Linked DNA regions of Triticum aestivum: region 1 is linked to region 2. A link is a contact called in public Hi-C data. All regions are on one chromosome and are shown on one strand. The core of a region is the stretch at or near the end of the contact, and the rest is flanking DNA. Distances in the headings are between cores, read along the strand shown.

Evidence for each region. Hi-C and Micro-C count contacts between places; a contact is called where the count stands out from the background.
Region 1: a contact with region 2 is called in a Hi-C map of leaf, with 4 times the contacts expected there. The contact joins the promoter of LOC123052860 here to the enhancer-like site in region 2. A contact is called at or near these places in 3 of 5 Hi-C or Micro-C datasets (all in leaf).

What each region holds. Positions count from the first base shown.
Region 1 is chr2D:307,232,141-307,239,434 of IWGSC CS RefSeq v2.1, forward strand. LOC123052860 (CBL-interacting protein kinase 23) reads left to right here and starts at 1,739. Exons shown (of 14, transcript XM_044476215.1): 1 at 1,739-2,230; 2 at 2,707-2,769; 3 at 2,990-3,061; 4 at 3,150-3,257; 5 at 3,359-3,439; 6 at 3,625-3,678; 7 at 3,777-3,902; 8 at 4,049-4,138; 9 at 4,232-4,351; 10 at 4,434-4,550; 11 at 4,636-4,752; 12 at 4,852-4,908; 13 at 5,043-5,117; 14 at 5,239-5,518. The coding sequence starts at 2,021. The coding sequence ends at 5,337.
Region 2 is chr2D:306,859,262-306,866,079 of IWGSC CS RefSeq v2.1, forward strand. No RefSeq gene overlaps it. Among protein-coding and RNA genes, the nearest start is that of LOC123049251, 42 kb to the left of the region's middle. Within about 2 kb of position 3,135, at least 2 of the 8 cell types and tissues checked have an H3K27ac peak or open chromatin away from gene starts, as enhancers often do. A contact at or near this core is called in leaf, where this site is marked.

The DNA of each region.
Region 1 (7,294 bases), core at 489-2,988, 370 kb after region 2:
GCAAGCTAACAATGTATGCATCAACAGACGCATTTACAAATCAAGACACTGAAACGTAGCAACAAAGACTACAAAAGTAGCAACCTGCTAACCGTTGTTTTAAGTCAAACAGTTTGATCATAGGAAACCACGTGCTAAACTAGCTCAAAGACAATCCTTTTGTAACAATGGGTGCATGAGTTCTAGAGAGTGACTCTAACAAAACATTGGATAGTATATCAAGATCACCATTATGAAGATTGGTAGCAACAAAATACAAATGCAATACTAACAAGCCATCCACGGTTGCGCTCGTCGTATTTCTCTTTGTTGCAGTCACTAGTATTTTGGAGTCGACTATAAACCAACACAAACCAAAACAAAAAGGCGTCAGCGTGTTGTGCCAAAAGGAAACCTCAAGGTATATGGAGAAATAGCCAAAATTGAATACACGTGTACCTCAGGCCACTTCCTCGAGGAGTAAAAAATAGAGCATAAATATTGCAAGATTTTCAAAGGATAGGAACAACGCTAATTTATAGTGGTGGAATACAGATGGTGCACTGCCGAGCCACCCATGTGTCATATATTTGTTTTATGTGCTTTTCTATGATATCATCGAGCGTACAAACAAGCTCGTGGGGAAAAAAATGATGGCATCATCCACCACGTCGAAAACAATACGGAGGCATAAAACTAAGTGTGCATCATAGTACGCCACCAACCTTAAGTCGAGTGTGACAAATAAGTAAATCAAAGCTCTTACCATGTGTACACTTCAAATGACAAGTGGAATCTCTCCCAAGTTAAAGAAAAACACACAAAAGGAAAAATGTCATTTCTGTATGTGGTCCCAGCAATTCGTTTCACCTGGGCCCACCCCGAACATGAGAAAGAGAATAATTTGCGACTAGTAAAATACATGGCCATTCGTTCTAAAATACCAGTACTCGGTGAGTAATAATGGCCCTGTTTGGATACTCTAACTCAGTTAGAGGTTAGAGTTAGATTCTAACCCTGATCTAGCCCTGAACTAACTCTAGCTAAATAGGTGTTTGGATGGCAGGGTTAGATAAAGCGCGGATACGGCGAGGCGCCTTCACGAATGATGCAAGAGGGAGGGAGGGAGAGGACGAGAAGCTTCGAGAAAGTGGGGAGGGATCTGCTGCGGGGGGAGCGAGAGAAAAAAGTGTTTTTTATGGTCCCGTGAAGAACTAACCCAAATAAGCACCTTTTGGGTGGGTTAGATTTTTTGGATGGGTTAGATTCATCTAACCCAAACTAACCCTCCTGTTTAGTTATTTTTGGGTTAGTTGAGTCCAAACTAACCCAAACTAACTCTAATCTATGGATCCAAACAGGGTCAATGTATTGCTACTGAAATTATTTGGGGTGGTCAAACAAATATAAAAATAGCAGCATTAATTAATTGTAGAATATGCCTACTAGCATCAACATACATTGGAAAAAATAAATACTACGATTGAACTACCGAAGGATATAGAGACAGTATTTGAAGATGGTGGCAAAGTCGTTGAACGGACAGAGCAGCAAACTCTAGTTGCGGCAGTGAACAGTAGAGAGAGGCGGGCTGTAGGAAAGCTCGCCCGGTCGCCCGCACGCGCGACGCTCGGCGCACCGCACCGCACCTTCGTGAGACGTCACGACGCACGCACTCACGCACGCGGCGGGACCGCGCTCGCACCCCCTCGTTCTTCTCCGCCTCCGCCTCCGCCCGCCTATACATACCACCATCCCCCCTCCTCTCCTCTCTCCCCTACCGTTCCGCCATTAACCGCCACTACTGCTGCCTCTCTTCCTGAATCTTGATCCCACTCCCATGCCTGCGACTCTACGAGTTCGCTGAGAACTAACTACCACCAGACTCCATGCGGCATCGGCAGCAAGGGGAGGACAACAAGGAGCTCTTCGTGCAGTGGAGGCCCTGCGACAAGAAGAGGTCCTAGTCGCCGGCGACCCGCAGCCGCAGGAACAGATCTGTTTATCGGGTAATTCTTTTAATCGGTGGGTGTTGGGCTGAATGGTTGATTCGAGCGCGGGAGGGAAGATGAGCGCGCACGGCGGCGGTGGCGGCGGGAGGACGCGGGTGGGGAGGTACGAGCTGGGGAGGACGCTCGGGGAAGGGACGTTCGCCAAGGTCAAGTTCGCCAGGAACGTCGAGACCGGCGAGAATGTCGCCATCAAGATCCTCGACAAGGACAAGGTCCTCAAGCACAAGATGATCGCGCAGGTACTTCCATCTTGTCTTTCTTCTTCCTCTTCTTCGGACCCAACGCCAAAAAGAAAAAGAAAAACTATTATTTTCTTCCCAATCCAAATCCATGGCCTGCTCAGATTATTTATGTTGTACTAAAAGGGACGCCTTGATCATCTTTCTCGATCATTAAGCATTGTTTAAAAAAGGGGGGGTTTATAGGGCTGTTTTTTTTTCTAATTTTTTTGGGTGAAAACTATTGAACGAAAGAGTACTGCTAGTTCGACTTGGTGGAACACCGAGACGTGAGAGTCCGTGAAACCGGCAGCAGCAACGGCGTTCCAGAATAGCGTTCTACCGCCAATTCAATTCAATGCGCCCGCCGAGGCCGAGGCCAAGACCAAGGCTTGGCGGGCGTCTCGTGCGCGTTCGTTGGAAAGCGCAGAGTTTAGTTGGCGGCCGTGATCAAATTTGGCTCTTCACGCCTTTGATACATCTCTTTTTCTCTGCAGATAAAGCGCGAGATCTCCACCATGAAGCTCATCAGGCACCCCAACGTCATCCGCATGTACGAGGTATAGACTAGTTACTAGTGCAACCTGAAATCATCATCATCATCAACATCATTTAAGCAAAATACAGTGGAGTAATTATTTGCTCATATTCCTCGCATGAGGAAATTATGTATATATATTTGGTTATCTTTTCATTTCTCGTTAAAAACTAGGTATCTTTTGCCTTTTGACTATGTATGTAAATGACCATGCCCACTTCTAATTGGCGTGTCTTTTAAAGGTGATGGCCAGCAGGACAAAGATATACATAGTCATGGAGCTTGTCACAGGTGGCGAACTTTTCGACAAAATCGTGAGTATATACCTTGCTCAACATTTTGGGTTATGCTTTGCTTCCCACTCTGCCTATATGCTTATTTTGCGGTGATCCGTGCGTCTAGGCTTCACGTGGGAGGCTCAAAGAGGACGATGCCAGGAAATATTTCCAGCAGCTCATCAACGCTGTCGACTACTGCCATAGCAGAGGCGTCTATCACCGTGATCTCAAGGTACCGTCGCGTGCCGGTGCCGGTGCCGTGGTGGTTACTCATCTGTCCTATGGGAAGAAACAAAAAGTGGTCTGATACCATTTTCTTCTTCCACGTTTCAGCCTGAAAATCTTCTGCTTGATGCTAACGGTACTCTCAAGGTGTCCGATTTTGGACTCAGCGCCCTATCGCAGCAAGTCAGAGTAAGCAAATTGACTGCTTTCTCATTTTCCACCTTGATAAAAGAAAACACTGTGATGGAAAATTCAGTGTTCCTTCCAGCGGGGCCTGGCTTCTTTTATGTTTTGCTATTTATCTGACAGTGTGTTTGCGAATCAGCCGATAGAATCTGACGATTATTTTTGCATATCTTTCTGCTATCTTGCAGGAGGATGGGCTGCTGCATACGACTTGTGGAACTCCCAATTATGTTGCTCCCGAGGTTCTTCATTTGCATCCACACCCTAAATTAATTGTCTAATTCTCTCCATTCAAGTCAATATTTTGTTCTCATTTTTCAATACTCTCTTGGGCGTACAGGTTATAAACAACAAAGGTTATGATGGAGCCAAGGCTGATCTGTGGTCATGTGGGGTGATTCTCTTTGTCCTCATGGCAGGCTACCTTCCGTTCGAAGATTCAAATCTCATGGCGCTTTACAAGAAGGTGAATTACTTTTACTGCTTTTCTGTTGTCAAAAGGAAGTTCCTCTTTTTGTGAGGAAAAAATGCTTTTACTAATACGATCCAAGTGCTTGTTCGATGTTACCAGAATAATCAAGTGCCTGAAAGATAACCTGCTTGTTCATGCAGATATACAAAGCAGACTTCAGTTGCCCATCTTGGTTCTCGACGAGCGCAAAGAAGCTCATCAAGAAGATACTAGATCCTAATCCTAACAGTGTATGTTCGTCTGTTCATTGGTATCATGTCACTTTGTTTCATCGAAGCTTATATTTGAGAGATAGCTCATGTCATTGTTATTGCCCTGTGCAGAGAATAACTATTGCTGAGGTTATTAACAATGAGTGGTTCAAGAAAGGATATCAGCCTCCTAGGTTTGAGACAGCAGAAGTTAATCTGGATGACATTAACTCTATTTTCAATGAATCTGGGGTAAGTATTTCCTCACCATGTTATATCAACATGTGTTCTAATGCGGTGGATGGACTTGGTAACATTTTTTGTAATGATCCAGGACCCAGCACAACTTGTTGTCGAGAGACGTGAAGAAAGGCCGGCAGTGATGAATGCATTCGAGTTGATCTCTACCTCCCAGGGCCTCAATCTTGGCACACTATTTGAGAAGCAAACGGTATGCTCAACATCTCAAATTGTTCATGAATTAAGATTTTTATAACCATGGGATTCCTTTTAATTTGAAATCTTGCTATAAATAGGATTCTGTTAAACGTGAAACACGGTTTGCGTCGAGGCTTCCAGCAAACGAAATATTGTCGAAAATTGAAGCAGCAGCAGGACCCATGGGCTTCAATGTACAGAAGCGCAACTACAAGGTGCCTATTATATTAGCAGATAAAAAAACAATTACAGCATGTTTCCATTTTACCTGAACATTATCCTGATGACAATTTTCTGGAATTAAATCAAATCAGCTGAAGTTGCAAGGAGAGAATCCTGGAAGGAAAGGTCAGCTGGCAATTGCAACAGAGGTATATTTCATAGTATCGCTTTGCCTTGTTTTTTTTGTTGTTGTTGAGAGAATCGCTTTGCCTTGTTATATGTTGCTTTGCACTATTCTTGCATGGTATATGGACTGACATGGTTCCATCTGTAATAACCTCAGGTTTTTGAAGTGACACCCTCACTCTACATGGTGGAGCTCCGCAAGTCGAATGGCGATACCCTCGAGTTCCACAAGGTGAGGTTCAAACTGAGATATTGCAGTGAAATTACTTCGGAACTTCATACTGTTTCAAAAAAGATGAATTTTGCTGTTGGTTTTTAGACTAATCTGTTGCATGATTTCACGTCCTGTGCAGTTTTACCATAGTATCTCGAATGGCCTGAAGGATGTCATGTGGAAGCCAGAGGGTAGCATAGCCGAAGGCGACGAGACCCGGCACCGGAGGTCTCCGTGATCATATCTAAATGTTAGGAGATAGTAGAAGATAAAACTAGTCAGGAATCTCAGGAAAGGCATGTGGATGTTTTCTCATGTTCTAGCCGTGGTTGTAAACAAAGATCCGAGTTTATGGATGAAAAGGTGTGTAAAGTTGCATTGGTTTTAACCTAGTAGGAAATATGGAGTAATTGGGATTATCATCTGTGTTGGCGACATTCATGTTCTGCTCTATAAAACATGCATTGGTACAACACTCCCCCTTCCTTAGTAAGAGGAGGTCCAACTAAATACCTAAATGCTAACAATTTGACATCAGCCCGAGGAGATATTTCGAGCGAACTCCTCAAAGCAGATCACACGCATCCCTCTAAGCGAACTATGAGCTGGCGGCACAAAATTATTTGCTCAGGATGACAAATTCTAACGTACCATGGCAAATCCAAACAAGTTAGAAAATTGCTTTTTAGGTTGGCAATTCTCCATATTGCAATGGAAAATCTTTGGAAACATATATATATATATATATATATATATATATATATATATATATATATATTAGAAAAGGAGAAGGACCCCGGGCCTCTGCATCTGGACGATGCATGCAGCCACTTTATTAATTATTCACACAAGACCTTACAAAGTCATACAACAGTAAGACTAAAACCACCGTCTAGGCAACACCTGTCGCTACTCCTATCCAGTTGATGTAAGGATGCTGATAGTCTGGGCCTAATACCAAACAGACCTCGCAGTCAAACCTAACATCTAAGACCTGAGGTCCCAATCAGGACGCCTGGCGGGTATGGGGCACCCACCAGTCCGGCGCACTCCTCAACCAGGACGCCTGTCGGGTATGAGGCTGCCGCAGCCACCTGCCATCAATCCATCTTCGGTGATGTACTGCTGCATCTACCTTGCCCGGTCTAGCTGTCGTCGACGCCACCACGACGCCAGACAACGCCACCATCCTGTGCTCGTCCATCATCACACGCCCATCGGCGAGACCCCGCTGCTCCATGCCGCCGAGACCCGCCGTCGTCGACGCGAGAGAAGGCACGCCACACCACCTCACGCCTCTTCCATCCGGCGCTGTGATGTCTACTACACAACCTTCTTTTTGTAGACGTTGTTGGGCCTCCAAGTGCAGAGGTTTGTAGGACAGTAGCAAATTTCCCTCAAGTGGATGACCTAAGGTTTATCAATCCATGGGAGGCGTAGGATGAAGATGGTCTCTCTCAAACAACCCTGCAACCAAATAACAAAGAGTCTCTTGTGTCCCCAACACACCCAATACAATGGTAAATTGTATATGTGCACTAGTTCGGCGAAGAGATGGTGATACAAGTGCAATATGGATGGTAGATATAGGTTTTTGTAATCTGAAAATATAAAAACAGCAAGGTAACTACTGATAAAAGTGAGCGTAAACGGTATTGCAATGCTGGAAACAAGGCCTAGGGTTCATACTTTCACTAGTGCAAGTTCTCTCAACAATAATAACATAATTGGATCATATAACTATCCCTCAACATGTAACAAAGAGTCACTCCAAAGTCACTAATAGCGGAGAACAAACGAAGAGATTATGGTAGGGTACGAAACCACCTCAAAGTTATTCTTTCTGATCGATCTATTCAAGAGTCCGTAGTAAAATAACATGAAGCTATTCTTTCCGTTCGATCTATCCTAGAGTTAGTACTAAAATAACAACTTAAGACACAAATCAACCAAAACCCTAATGTCACCTAGATACTCCAATGTCACCTCAAGTATCCGTGGGTATGATTATACGATATGCATCATACAATCTCAGATTCATCTATTCAAACCAACACAAAGTACTTCAAAGAGTGCCCCAAAGTTTCTACCGGAGAGTCAAGACGAAAACGTGTGCCAACCCCTATGCATAAGTTTACAGAACTCGCAAGTTGATCACCAAAACATACATCAAGTGGATCACGTGATATCCCATT
Region 2 (6,818 bases), core at 1,885-4,384:
TGCTCGCATGTAGTATATGTGCAAGATAGATCGACGGCCGGCCCAGTCATCTTTCCGCTGCGCTGCAGCATCAGAAGTAGATGCATGCCATTTTGACAACCGCAGCTGCATACTCCAATTATATACTAGTAAAACTTGTCAATTATTTCATGTTATTTTATGGCCTTCACGCCTCCAAGTGTCAAGGCCTTCTTGCATTGCAGATTGCACCAGCAATAGTATCTGGGGGAGGTCGGTACTGACTGTAATAATGCACTTTAAAATGAAGTTGGAATCCTTCTCACTATAATACTAGTAGGATGCATGATTGTTCAACTGCTCTCTAAACAAATCGCAACTGTTAAACAAATCGTTTTGCTTACCGGAGGAAAAGGAGCCCAATCTGGGAGTACTAGTACTAGGATAAGGCAGCCTGCACATTCACCATTACTTGAGTAGCACTTAATTTTTAACTGATGATGATTCGCTGCTCCTTGATTCTCTGAAAAGTACACTATTGTAATTTTATCATAGTATACTAGTACTATTTACACACCTCGCCTAGTAGGCACAACGACAGAATATACCGAGGACAAGCACGGCCTGAGTCGACGATGCCTTGCTTGCTGACACGTGGCTTTCAAACCAAGACACTTAATTAGTTTGTTCGTTGGCGTATTCATATAGTGAAGGCTGATCATAGTGGGGAGTAACTTATACTAGTGTCAGGGTGAAATGCGCGACGGAGGAGAAGCGGGGTGGAGGCCGGTTGGAACGCTGGAGGTGACGGAGACGTAGAGTTCTGGCAGGGTTGTGGTGTGGCGTCCGGGATGATGGAGCAGCGGCGAAGGCAAGAGAGAAATAATGAAGGAGAGAGAATGATGAGGATGAAGGTGTGGGGTCCGGAAAGGGTTTTCGATGGGCCAGGGTGTTGGAGTTCTACATGTATGTTGTCCAGGCTTCCGCAAGGCCACACACGTTTGTCTGAAGTTTGCTGAAAAAAGTATGTCTGGACCACTCGGCGGACCGATATAGGCCCGCATTGTTTCGCAAACTGCGTCTGGTCTACATGGTCCAGACGTATGCAGGTGGTTTGAGGGTCCGTCTCGAAGATGCCTTAATAAGACAAAAGAAAAAACATTCGTGTATTAGGTGCTTTATTCACATCATGGCATAAGCAAGGAGACCACAGATAAAAAAATAGACATATGTATGACCACTATGTCTGAGTGTTTGTTGGTGATTGAAGATGTGGATTCCATTCCATTCCACAATCAACAACTTGATGCCTTTGGCTTTTACACCAACCTAAAGCCGGACAGCTAGCAAGTGAAACGTGAAAGGGTTTATTCTACTTTTCAGTGGCCACGGGAGCCAATGGCTGGTATTTCTCACAAGTCAAACAAATCTCGGTGGATGAGCGGCTCTCAACTCCCAGTTTGAGATTACATCTTTGCATGATTGTCTTTTCAGTTGTTCATACAATGAGACTTGTTGCTTTAATAAAACTTCAAGTTGAAGGGAATACACTCTTCAGCCGCAAAAAAAAAAAAAACTCTCAGGTTGCTTTGGAATTGGACTCATGTTTTCTTACAGCTGTTTTGAAGCCATCTTGGCGCTGTTTTTTCCTTCTTCTTTTTCTAGACTAGATGGTGGGAATAAACTGGCCACACGTTAGACGTTGGAGAGTTGCATTCGCACAAATAACCCACCCAACATGCTCGCACGTGTTTGTGGTTACCCGACACTAATACACTACTACTTTGTACCAGTTTAGTATTGTACATAAATTCAGTTGCATTACTGGGATTATAATTATACATCTTATAATGGGACACGATGCCCGCGTTGGGCATGGGACACGCCGAACCGTGCATGGGGAATCACTACCGGAATGGTGCGCAAGGCACGGCCACGACCACCTACTGAGGAGAAGAGCAAGGATGGTGCGCGCTGTTTGCCTGCTGGCCATATAGGAACTATGGAAGCACCGCAATGGCATTGTGTTTGACGGCAAAACTCCATGCCTGCGTGAGTGTTGCGCAAGATAGCCAGCGAATGTGAAATATGGAAGCAAGCGGAGCTACTGAGAGGCGAGGACGATCTGGACGGCCTCCTCGTGGCGGCGGTAGGGTGGGCACAGGGCGAGTAGTCTCCTAGCTTAGAGGGTGGAGCGAGGTGTGAGTCCCATGTAGTCATACCTTGTAAAACAGCGGAGGGGCTCTTCTCCCATTTCCTTCTTTAATAGATGATACACACTCGTGCATATTCAAGCATTAATTATACATCTTATATATGTCTTTTTTTGCAGGAAATCTTATATATGTTTTCAACAAGCATATTTTTTTTACAAGAACACGCAGTATATTATTAGTACAAGTAAATAGTCGTAAGCAATTGTTAATCTTCTCATCTTCGCCGGTTCATACTACTACTCCCTTTATAACTAGTGATTCAAACGCTCTTATATATTTTTATTGACTATGTACTGCAAGGCAACAGCCTCACAACTCTTTATTAATAAAGAAAAGAACAAAAACTGGAGTACAAATATACAAAGAGAGAGGGAGACTACTTACATGACCTACCTAAGGGAGGGAAGCTATCCAGGTCCGGAGACTATCTTTATATTTACACTTGAGCCTATGAACTAAAAGAGAAAGATCATATACAAAGTTTCTCCTCCAGGACCTAAAACTAGGAGCTTTATTTCTGAAGATCTTTTCATTCCTTTGAGTCCAGATCCATGAGGCTGTGAAAACAACTTTAGAAAAGAAAGGTTTAGCAATATTTTCTTTACGGAGGGAGTACTGACTAATGCGCTATTTTCTGTATCTAGAACAACCCAGCATGTGAGCACCAGAGATCCTGCTCTCCTCCATACCCTGTCTGCATGATCTGTGGCTGTAGAATGCTCTGCTGCACCCACTAGGCCCCCTTTGCTTACAACGAATCCTCCTAGTAGCTAATAATTTCTTAGTACAATTATTGCTGCAAAATCAACTAGTGCCAGCTAGTCTGGCTTAGCTTGGTTGAGTTGGGTTCGTCGCATCGATCGGTTGCCCATGCCCATCGATCACACAAGAAGATACTACGGGTGAAGGCTACGTGCATTCTTGGCTTCATGCATGCATGCATATATACATGCTTAATTCAATCGACCGACAAAGACATGTCCTTCTTGTTCTTGTTCTCCTTCTTGAGTTGATCACGTGCCCCCATCTAAGGGGAGCCAACGGCGAAGCACACCAAGGAGCACGTCGCCCTTTGTTTCTTGTCATCTGTTTCTTCCTCTCTAGAAACAATGCATGGGACCACTTTGACTTCCAAGCCATGGTTTTTGTTTCATTCATATCTTAATGACTTAATCAGTAGTACGAGTAGTATTCTAAAACTTGTACGCAGTTGATGCCTTCCGGCATATGTTCAACTTAGAGCACAACCGGACTTACAAATCCGACCCCTCAAACGCCCGTGAATGCGTCCGTGGACAATGACCGGTTATGCTTAGAATAATGCATTCCGCATCCGGATACCTCAGATTAGAAATCTCAAATCCATATTATTACATGCAACGTAAAACGATCTTTAAGCGAAGCTCGTCCGGCTCCGCCGTGCCCATGTCTGGCGGCCGGCTGTGCTCCCCAGAGTGTTTGTTTGGTCACCGGCAAAGTAGAGTAGGGCATGAGACACGAGCTGGGTCACGGGACTCAAGGTGCCCCCGTCTCCCATGCCCTACTCTTCCTCGTCGGAGCCCGAAACCCGTTGGGTGCCGGTGGATGTCAGATCGGTGATTGATTTGTCCTGGGATGAGCCAGCGACATCCACCATGACGCGGTTGCGGCGCCCGGACTGTTGCACCATACGGGGCGTCGGAGAGTGCGACTCCACCTCGCCGACGTCCACCGCCGCGAGGGCTGCCGCCGCCTCCCGTGCCCGTTGCCTCGCACGGCGGGCACGTCATGCCATGTTTTCGTCAGACGACGCCCATGGTGCGCCCCGCTACTCGGCGCGCCAAAGGAGGGGTTGCGCGTTCGCCAGTGCGTCCAGACGCCAGACGAACGGCACCGCCTTCGGTGAGGTAGCGACAGCACACCTAGCGTCGGATCCATGCGCCATTTGGATGGTCGCAATGGATTCCCAATGGAAGGAGTCCAAGCGCTTCGTGCACGGACCTCCTCCCGGGAGCGGCAGAGCGCAATCCGGACGACCATCTCCTCCTCAGGGCTGCGTGAGATGAGCTCGGGGTCGACGGATCTGGAGGTGGAGGACTCGAATCCGCTGTCCGCCGTGCCGGAGACGGCCGAAGACCACCGGAGGTGAGCTTGAGTGGCGGAGGGGAGTAGAGTGAAGTGGCTAGACTTTGGTCCGGCGAGCGGATGGGGAGGAATATATGTGGGGTCGGGTGGGCCAGCGTGGGCTGGGTCCGACGTGGCGGACGCGCCCTCCATATCCGCCCCATATTTGAGCTGGATATGAGGGATGTCGGTCAGCCCGGGCGTTTGAGGTTCCCGTCTGAGTCGAAATTTTGTGACGGGTCAGTAACCGGGCGGCCCGCCCGGGCGTTTGGGGCGCTCGGCTGTAGATGCTCTTACACCTCTTCATGATGGTGCCCAACTATTGATACTACTAGTGAAATGTGTGTTTAAGTTGATCAGTCCCATTGGAGAAGGAGAACTACCCAACAACTTCTTGAATTGATATATCAATAGAGACTAATAACTAAGTGAATTTTTTTTAGAGAAAAGGCAGAAAGCCCAACTTCAAATTAATGAAACCATCAATCGACTAGGATACAATGGTGCTGACTACAAAGGTAGAAGCTTGAAGAAAAAACCAAAAGATAACGTGCGGAGCTCGCTCACGTTCAAGAACTACAGAGCATAGCAATAGCGAGCAGGGCACCACCACAGCGAAACCAGGATCAAGATGCCGGAGAGCTCGCCGCAAACTAGAACAGTGGTGCAACCACAACCAGTAGACAACTAATGGGATGACGAGAAGAACCGGGCTGCGTGGAGAAAAGTGTCGTCTCAGATGCCCGATGACCTATCCAATCTCCCCTAAGTTCGACCCGTGCAACGACATGCGGACTTCAAAAAGATTCGGAAAACACAAGAAGTACACTACTTCAAAAAGGAAGGAGAAAAAAATAAGTCGAAACACCGCAATGTTCCCCTTGAAGGTGAATTCGCGTGTACGAGTAGGTGCTAATAAGTTGTACACAGTGTAAGGATGAACTTTTCTAATTATATTATACATTGAGTGTTTTTTGAAAATCAGAGATCAATTTTATATGAAGGGGGCGACTCATAGATACCATGCATGAATTATTGGGTAAACCAACTAACAACTAGTAGTAGTTTATGCAACCAAGTCAGAGGTTTTTCCACCTCATCACCGGTGGCCTCCGAGCCTTGGAGACGCGGTGGATCCCGGCTCTTGCCGGTGGAAGGTTCCATTTTAGATGTTACTTTGAGTTTTGTTAGGGTTTGTGTCCTGTTAAGGAAGGCGAGACGACGGAGGCTCCCTGGAGATGGATAAGGTTTTCCCCACCTAGCCCATGTTTCGATGGTGCATCTACCACCATCGGCGGGCGTGTGGAGATGTGCCTCCGGCGGATCTATCTGTCGTGGATCTGCTCGGATTTGTTCTTCGCTCGTCTACGTTTGTGTGTCTTCAGGTTGAATCCTTTCGATTTAAGCTACTCTTCATCGACAACAGTTGCTATTCTGGTGCGCTGGTGTTATGTGGCCTTAGCATGACGACTTCCCGATTGTCTACTACAACAAGTTTTGCCCGGCTCCGACGAGGGAGGGGCGATGATGGCGGCGCACCTTCGGCTCGCTCCAGTTCTTGTAGACGTCGCTAGGTGGTCTATGAATCTGGATGCATGTTTTCATTATTTCTGGTGTTCGTTGTACTGCCATGATTGCAGATGAATAGATATGAAGTTTTCTCGCAAAAAAGAAGTAAGAGGTTTTTCAATGTTATCGCTGTAACGCAAGAATAAGAGTCAGTTCTTTTGCTAGCTCCTAGAATAAACTGAAACAAGTTGTCCCTTACCCAACTTATTCTAAAAATCCAACCAAATTTATCTTTTTAGAAGCCTACTAATTAAAGACTTAACTAGTAGGATTTTAAAATTTATTTTTGGTTAGGTTCCTAGAATAAACTGGGTAGGGGTAGCTTATTTTACAAGCCCGAAAAGGCCACAAAAAGAATAGCCCCTAAGGCACGTTGCTTTGATTACAACTATAACATAATTCAAGTAATACACTTTGCAAAGTTGGCCGGCATATAAAAACGAAATAATTGTCATTTAGGTGAGTGCTAGTGGCCTTTGATGGTTGACATAATAAGTCATCTACATCCAATCTAACCACTAGATTATTGGTAGTTCTTGGGTTTAGTCTTCCAAGCGAGTTCTCATTTGACATGCTGATAGTACTCGACGCCACATGCGTATAAAAACTAGCTACCCTATATCCTTACCATAATAAAAATCTAAATATAATACATTATTGAACATGGAGAATGTGTGCAAAATTAGTTAATATTTTTGTCAAAATTTTACTAAATCAGCGACAATCAATATGGATCGGAGGGGGTAATATTTTTTCATTTTATTCATCTTTTGTCTATGAAGGCGGCCGCGTGTAATTTATTTTTGTGAACCTCATTTCACTTGGGCCTGACTTGTGCTCGAATAAGCAATGTATTCCTTGATGCAGAGTCTGAGGGATCTTTCCCTCTTTTTGAAAAAAATAGTGTCATAGACATACAAGCATTATATATTCACCGAAAATCAGCAATAATTGGCAAAAATAACAATAACT